2 separate regions of the Mus musculus genome follow, and region 1 is linked to region 2. Evidence: chromatin contacts called from public promoter capture Hi-C data. All regions are on one chromosome and are shown on one strand. The core of a region is the stretch at or near the end of the contact, and the rest is flanking DNA. Distances in the headings are between cores, read along the strand shown.

Region 1 (4,170 bases), core at 812-3,311, 740 kb after region 2:
ATAAGTGGACATTAGCCATAAAGTACAGGACAACCATGCTACAATCCACAGACCCAAAGAAACTGGGTAATAAGGAGGTCCCACAGGGGAATACACGAATCTCACCCAAAAGAGGAGACTAGTTATCAGAGGTGGGTGGAGAGAGGGAGCTAGGTAGGACAGGAGGTGAGGAGGGGAATGGCAGTGTTAGTCAGGTGTGAGGGAGGGGTGGTCTGAGAGGGCTGGGAGTGGGATGGAAATCGGCAGAGGGAGGGGTATCTCTGGTGACCAGCTGGAGGCCAGGGATGGGAGAGGATTCAGGGAGTCTATGGAGGTAACTCTAGCTGAAATCTCTACCAGAGGGGGCTATAGAGATTGAGGTGGCCACCTCCTATAGCCAGACAGGACTTCTAGAGGAGGGAGACAGACATCAATTCACCCACAAAACCTTCAATCCCAAATTTGTCCTGTCTACAAGATGTACAGAAATAAAAATGGAACAGAGACTGGGGGAGCAGCCAACCAATGACTACCCTAACTTGAGACCCATCCCATGTGAGAGAGCCAACCACTGACACTATTAATGATACTGTTACTCTTGCAAACAGGAACCTAACATAACTGTCTCCTGAGAGGCTTCATCAAGCATCGGCGGAGTCAGATGCAGACACCTACAACCAAACATCAGGTGTAGCCTGGGGAGTCTTATGGAAGAGTCTGAAGATAGAAATGAGCAAGTCAGAGGGGTCAAGGACGCCACAAGAAGACCCATAGAGTCAAGGAACATGGAAGCGCATAGAGCCTGGGCCACCAACTAGGGAGCATGTAGGAGCTCCCCCTACACATCTGTAGCAAATGTGCGGCTTGGTCTTCATGTGGGTCCCCTAACAAGTAGAACAGGGTCTGTCTCAAGTCTCTGTTTCCTGCCGTTGGATTCCCCTTCACCCTACCTGGACTGCCTGGTTGGGCCTCAGTGGAAGAGAATGTGCCTAGTCCTGCTGGAACTAGATGTTCCAGGGTGGGTGGTAGCCAAGATGGGGGGCGGGGTGGAATCCCCCTTCTCTGAGAAGAAGGGGAGAAGACAATGGGAGGAGGGATTTGGAAGATGGGACTGGGAAGAGGGGAGGGGGACTGTTATAGGGATGCAAAGTGAATTAAAGATAAATATAAATAAATAGATAAATAAATAAGTAAATAAATATTCTTAGCCTCAGTGGCAGTTAGGGAAAAGCCAATTAACAACACCATAATGTGATTTCAGTACAAGCTAAAATGAAAAACTAGTTAGCGCTGTCTACAGATGTTAAAGACACGCATACCTAGGAGTTTCATTCCTGTTCTGTGGTTGAGAGAGTTGGCGACTATTTAAAAGGTCATCATCAACAACAGTCTGGCCTTGACTTTTGGCAAGGATGAGTCCGGGCTGGTAGGTGGGGATCGTGGGAACAGTGGGAACGCAGTACATAAGAGCAGAAAAAGGTTGAAATCGTCATTGTCATTTGGGATATATTTTGAAATAGGAAAATTCTAGCAAAGGAACCACAAAGAAAAAGGAAGTCTGTGCGAGAGCGTTTGCCAAAACAGAAAGTGAAGTGTCACCTGATAAAAAAGACTTAGAATGAGCTCAGAGCAAAAGTATTTGGTGGGGAAGCTAAAGCGAAAGCCTGTCTTTCACACTATAGAGAGATCTGGCTTCTGCAGGGCGCTTGCTAAGATTTAATGTACAGCCGTTTTAACGTTATATTCGTTGCCGCTCTGCTTATGGATGGAAGGGAAATGCAGAAAACGATACTATGCGGTTTTGTTCATTCTCCGGCGCCACAACGCGCACGGGGGACAGTGCAGTCACCTGCACTCCTCGCCCACCCGCAGTGGCCCTGGAGTTTGTGCTTGTTGATGGCTGCTTTGGAACTGGGAGCCTTTAACGTACGCAAAGTGGGCGCTCTCCCTACCCAGGCTGGATTCTCCTGGGGCAAGCTGGAAGGGACAGAGAGGGGCGAGGGGCGGGCTGAGGCTACGGTGACCCTCCTCCCCCGGAGCTCCGCCCCGGGCCGCCTCGGCTCCGCCCCCGGGCCGCTGACCGGTCCGCGCCCCGCCGGCGCCTCGGCGCGCGCTCTCACTCCCAGCCTAGAGCTGCGGCCGCGCAGGTCCCACCCGCGCCCAGGGGCCGGAGATGCAGCCGGGCGCTGCGCTGAACCTGCGCCTGTGGCTCTGCCTCGGACTCCTCCAAGGTGAGCGCCCGGGCCACAGCCCAACCTCCGCTCCCGCTTAACCACCCGGAGCCCGCTGCGCACCAGGGGCCTGTGGTGAGACCGCACCGACGGGGCGGGCGGAGGGACGGGGCAGTTTGGGAACCTAGGTATGAGGACGCCCGCTGGAACCAGGGAAGTCATGGGAGCCGGGGGCTAGGGACCGGGACCGCGGGGAGCAGGAAAGAATGGGTGAGGACTGCAGCCGGGTCACGAACAGGGTGGCGGAGCTATGACCAGGTCCCAGTCTTAAGTCTACGGTCCGGTCCGTAGTGAAATGCATCCTTACCCTGGATCCTTCGGGTTCTTACTCAGTCCCCAGGAAGTCCAGGGCTCACTGCCTCTGGGTCCCGATCCTCCAGCGTGAATCATTTCCCCATTGATCCACACCCGACCCCGCACTTGGGTGCGCACTTCCCGACGCCTTGCGTCTGCACTGAAGATCGGTAACCCGAGGTCCCCCAGAGGGCGCTCCGGACGGGCGTCTACCTTCTCCTGGGCTAGGACTGAGGACTTGGGACACTCCACCCCGCACCCCACTGTAGGAACCTTGCAAATGATCCTAGATTCAAGTTGAAACCTAAGCCGAATCTTGAGTCCCTAGTTCCAGACCGATCCACGTCGAGGTGAAGGGCCAGGGCGTCCAGGGATTTGAGGGGATCTCTGGATTAGAAAGGATAGAAGATTTGAATCATAAAGCAGAGGCTGCAAGGAGAGCCTTGGGAACAGGGAACGGAAGGTTCAAGTTTGTGTTGAGAGCTTGGCTCTGCGGTGCTGAAGAGTCTCTGGAAGCAGAGGAGCTGTGTGGAGGGGCCAGGAAGGAAGCACTGGGGATTAGGCGGGGGATGAGCCCGGCATCCGCTCAGGAGCCGCTGTCCCTGGAAACCCAAGGTGACTGGGTCATCACAGAGCCCCTGATGCTTGACGGAGACGTGCAGAAAGACCTCGGAGAGAGAAACCTGTATGTCTGTATGCCGTAGAAATTGACTTTGAATGTTTCATCTTTTATTCCCACAAGAGTATGAACCCTTTTTTACATAAGTGGGGAACGTGTAACCTCCCAATTCCTCAGGAGCCGGCAGGAAGGGAACTAATTAATGCAAGTTTTGATATTGGAGCCTCGCTCTCAGCTCGCACCCTGTAGCACCCTGTACGGTCAGACAGCGAAGCTGAGCGAGATGTGATTGAATCTGTGTAGACACTGAAGGATGACTGGCCCTTTGGCTGTTTCTTGCTCCACTGCCCCAACCCTGGATAACGCTTCTCGCCAGTGTTCAGGATATGTTTGTTAAGGGAGTGAATGTGTGGAAGAAGTAAACAGGGCTCTAGCTGGGCAAGATGGATGAGGAATGAGACTTCCCTGGGCCCAGGAGACCTCCCACATTCAGCCAAGAAAGGTATCTGAGGCTCCGGGAGGTTGCATTGGCTGGAATGTAAGCTGTACAAATTCTTTCCCCTCCCCATTGCTAGAATCCTGGGGTAAGCGGTCTGAAAGGAAGACAGGTACATTGCAGAGATGCAAGGAGCAGCAGGCAGAGGTCCGTAGAAATGAAGGAAGGTGGGAGTGCTCCCTGAAGTAGGCACCCATGACCACATGGGCTGTGAAGAGGAGAGGAGATAGTTTGATAGGGTGGCCTAGCATGGGTGGGGAATGTAGGGAGCAGGGCTGCCAATGTAAATAGAGACCAAGCCTCCCTGAGCCCTGTGCCTGGTCCCACTCACTCCTGGTGAAAACCGATCCAGGAGCTCCCAGCCTGGTGGGGGATGCTATGGCAGGAACAAATCTCTAAGTGCAGAAGATGGGGTGAATAGCTCCGTGGTAGGGTATAGAAAGAAAAAAAAATCCCTAAGAGAAGGCAAACAGGAGTAGGAGACCTGTGTGAAGCCTGGGGACCCTAAATGAAGCCCTCAAGGGCAACAGACTCACACTTTAGTCTTAGCT
Region 2 (4,479 bases), core at 656-3,155:
CAGTGTCAAGGGGCCCTGAGCTGGGTGTATAGGCACCAGAGTGGGCTGGTGATAAAGTCTGAGACAAAGCTGGCTGGAAGCCAGGGGGATGAAGCTGGACAAACTTCAGGGGTTGAAAACATTCTGTAATGGGGTGCAGAGACGGGGTACACAGACAAGAAGCTGTGTGACATTCAGTAGTGTCTTGTCCTCAAGGCAATTCTCTCCCCTCCATCTCACCTATCATTAGCCAGGGTCTAGTTCTGTATTGGTTTTACTTAACTGAGTTCCACTCACCAGAGTAGAAGATGAGAGCAAACCATGCTTTCTCAGAACTATTTATGTAACTGTGACTGTAGATGGAGACTTCCCACCTGCCTGCACACCCGAGAGCACCCGGTGCTGGACCCTGGACCTGCCTGCACACCCGGGATGGTGCAGGTCACAGCTGCACGCAGGAGCCAGTAACTCTCAGGAGGGCTGCTGAAGTCCATACATTACAAGCAGACTGGGAAAGGGCATGGATAACTGTATGAAGCTGCAGGATCCTCCAGGAGCCACACAGGAATGTTGGTGTGGACAGCCTTGGGATACCGTGCCTCAGAACTCCAACCCAGTATTTACAAAGAGCCCTTAGAATTCTTTCTGGGATTCAAGTGACCCTCCACTTCCTTTTTTGAGGATCATGACCAGATTATACTCCTATTTCACCTCTCTGCACAGGGGCGAAGATCCCCAAAGAAGAATATAGATCCTTGTGGCTGTCAATCTGGGAAAGAGGATGAGACCCGTGAGGAAATGTCTTTCGAGTCTCGCAACCGACACAGAACGGAGAGCATGCTCGCACACACTTGCCCATAGCTGCATGAAAGGTAGCAGGGACCACACAATTCCCTCTGATATTTATTTATCTTTGGAAAGTGTGATAAACTTGCTCACGGTGAATGGGGACAGTACTGAACCCACATGCTCTGGGAAGATGGTATTTGAAAAGCTCCCATCTCATTAACTATAAACTTACAGACTAGTGAAGGAGGTGGTTCCTTAAACAGAGACACTTTCTCCAATGCAAATAAAACATTTTAATGGAGTCAGACAAAAAGGTCACTATGATACCTTATACTCAAAACCTACTCTGAGATTCCTATTCCATGGGTAGTCCAGATAAGAAACAAACCTCCCCCCCCCCCTATTTTTTTCATGTATCCTAGATATTGCCTGTGGTCCATTCTAATCCTGGGCGTTTATTTTGTGGAGCTATGAAGAGACGCTATCTTAAATTCCAAGAGAATATGGGTTGGCACGCTCTGCCCTCCTTCAAATTTAGCCAGCATTAGAAGAACCACAAGGCCAGAAATAAGGTGAGGTACGCATTTGCCTCCAGGCTGGTGGTTTAGATATATCTGAACAGCAAAGATACAGCAGGGCTGTGTGGTACTAGACAGTCAAAGTGAGGCTCTGCTGTGGACACTGCCTGAGCAAAAGAAACCAGACCCCAAGGTCACATGACCTGTTTTCACGGTTTTACCGTTCATATTATATTGGGGGATTCATATTAGATTGGGGGTGGCCAAGCTACATTTAAGAGACTTTTACTTACCTGATCCAGAGGAGTTATTATGTGTGATTCGATGTTAGTGGCCTTCCTGGAACGTCACCCCTTTCTTCCTAGGACAAAAACGTTGCTGTCCTCCGGCAGAAGTTCCCTATGTAGAGATCCAAAACTGGAATATAGACCCGGATGTTGAGAGATGAGATGCAGAGGTCTGGAGTCCTTCTGAGAGGAGACGAACCAAGAGGAGGTCTGATCGCGTGGATTTTCTTTCAGCTTCTGGTCTTCGAGCAGACCTTGCTTTTTGTCCTGCACTTTCTAGACCGGAGATATGCCTGCCTGGGCCCAGCGGGGGAGCGGGGGGGGGACGGACTCGAATTGAGAATCAGTTTCGGTTTCTATTTCTTGAAACAGGCTAGTTTTCAGGATTAGGCTGGGCGGGCTGCATAGTAGTCTTCAAAGAGGAGCAGAACCCTGCTGTGCTGACTCACCGTCAACAGGGGTCGGGATGAGGGATTGGAGGTGGTGGTGGAAGTGGAGGGTGGGGGCGTTGGGGTTGGAGTTGTGTCTGTTTAGGGACTTTAACAGCCAGCCCCGCGTCAGACCTTCCAGTGTCTGAACCTGCTACTTCTTTCCGTGGATACCACCTGTGGAGATGCTGGCCCTGGGCAATGCTAACCTCCAGACCCAGCAACCTCAGGCCACCCCGAGCTTGGAGGCTGCACTGAGACCTTGTTCTGTATGATCGTTTACCCCGTTTGCCGGCTCACTTGATTAATCACACCTCTCTATATAAAGGAGAATGTCAGAGCACCAGGGAGTCGAGAATCGGGTTCTTGTCCTCGTTAGTGTTTGAGAGGGAAGAGGGTATGAGCTGAGAGGGGACATACTTCATTTTCCTCAGATCTAGGAGGTAGATTATTAGAGAGTAAACGCAGGGGCTGGACGCTTTGACCATGGCATAGAAGCACTGACCCCTGTGTAACGTTTTCATGAAGAAAAACAGAATTTTTTTTTTTTAAAGCAACCGGCCACGGTCACAGTGACAGAGGGGGCAGCGAAGAGGAGCCAAGTAGCTTTCAGAGTGTCGGGCGGCTGTTATTCTCTCTGCTGCTCTTCTGTACCTACCGGTGAGTTCTTACTGCACAGCAAAGAGGGGCAGAGCTGAGCCTGTTCCATAGTCACTGCGAGAGGGAGACAGATTGGGCCAGGAGGAATGAGGCGGCTCCTCACACAGGCACTAACCAGTGTTCCAAACTCTACTTCTGCCCATTACAGGCTCAGTATTGCCCAGAGGTTTGGGCAATGTGATCCTCTGGTCACAAGGAGCCCTTTGTCACCCCTCCAAGTGACCAGTAATGTGATCCTCTACCGGCGCTGGTGGCTTTCTCTTTCTCCTTACCGGAAAAGACTGAGTTGCTGAGAAGAGGAACAAGTGTGAGCTGTTGTTTAATGAACTGGAGGCCTTGAGTGATAGCCAGGATCTGTCCTTGTTTGATTCCTCTAAGCCCTCAGCTTCTCCTCAAAGCCTGAGGAGAAAGCAGGCTAGTTTCAATGTCTGTCTTTGAGAGACTGGACAATCTGTATGTCCTGCTTTCTTTATGTGATTTCTATAAGAACAAACAGGAACAGGTCTGAGCACAGTACAGGAAGGCCAGGAAGAGAGTTTCTGGAACCTTCTGTCTCAGTGAGCCAGCATTTCAACTCAGCACTTTGTGTTTCCCCAGGGCCAGGGTCTCCCTTGAGCTCAGAGTTAGTTCTCTCAGGCTCTTGCTCCTGCGGAGGAACTGAGGCTGGGCACAGCAGGGTTTGTTATAACTGGGTGTCAGGTAAAGATTCCTCAGGGCAGGATGCTGTGTGTACACAGTCAATAATCAGAACACAGGCGGTCTGTCCTTAAAAATGTCACTGGCCGAGAATCTTTGGCTTCCCTAACCTACTCTCTGTGTAGACCAGGCTGGCCTTGAACTTACGGAGTTTACCTGCATCTGCTTCCTGAGTGCTGGAGCTAAAAGCATGAACTATCAAGACGAGCAAAGGCTGAGTTAATCAAGATCCTGTCTTAGTACCAGGTTCTTACTCTGGTTAATCATTCATTCACTGTAGAAAGGAAAGGAAGAGTCAACAGTTACAAAAGCACAGTATAGGCATTTCTCTGTTTACTTTTCTCTGACACCGAAGTGTGGGGACTTGCCTTTTCACCCTGTTGTTCAGCAGGGAGACCCTGGTACAGTTCATTAATCGCCACACCATGTTAGTTACTCCTTACAGAAAGATTCATGGAGATTCACTCTTGGGAACCAAGGTCTTGGACATAGCTGGTGACCTGTCAATCACGATCTCACACCTATCCTGCATAATAAGGCATATACATGTACATACAGACACTCATAAATCTACACACACACACACACACACACACACACACACACACACTTGAGGTCACCGAGCCTACAGAGTCTTGTACTCACTACTGTGCTAGGATAATGAAATCATCTGCTACTTTCTTTGTGACTGAAAAAAAGAGCCCCAGTATTTCTGTCAGGGGTAGTGTAGGTGTCTTAGCTTCAAGCGCAGCACTTGGCTTCTCATGGGCCTTGTTCCTATCTGTGACTCCAACTCACACAGGAAAGGCTTGTCGGCTGCAGCACAGAGGACTCTGACTGAAAGGGCTTTCCTGGTCTCCTGCTCCCACAGGGACAGAGATAGGGCTTCATACGGCTCCTCTCCTCCTCCTCCTCTCACAAAGCACCCACAGAGGCGACTTATCTCCTCCAGCTGTCACAGAGACACACCTCAGTTCTTCAGTATCTGGAATTGCACTTTGACTCGTACAAGGAAACCAAGTAGCTGACAGTTGGGGCTCGGCAAGGATTTTATCCTTTCTGCAGCTGCCCTCTCCAGGCTGTGGCCTGCTATTGGATCCTGGACATGGGAAGTCTTTGCTG

Evidence for each region. Promoter capture Hi-C pulls out the DNA fragments that hold promoters and counts their contacts.
Region 1: a contact with region 2 is called in a promoter capture Hi-C map of embryonic stem cells, with 3 times the contacts expected there. The contact joins the promoter of Flt4 here to the promoter of Irgm1 in region 2. A contact is called at or near these places in 3 of 39 promoter capture datasets (embryonic stem cells, hippocampal neurons and stem cell-derived epiblast-like cells) and 1 of 115 datasets of contacts at active chromatin or transcription factors (large pre-B cells).

Annotation. Positions count from the first base shown.
Region 1 is chr11:49,607,618-49,611,787 of GRCm38.p6, forward strand. It overlaps Flt4 (FMS-like tyrosine kinase 4), which reads left to right and starts at 2,062. Exons shown (of 30, transcript NM_008029.3): 1 at 2,062-2,210. The coding sequence starts at 2,153.
Region 2 is chr11:48,869,515-48,873,993 of GRCm38.p6, forward strand. Irgm1 (immunity-related GTPase family M member 1) reads right to left here and starts at 1,906. Exons shown (of 3, transcript NM_008326.2): 1 at 1,580-1,906.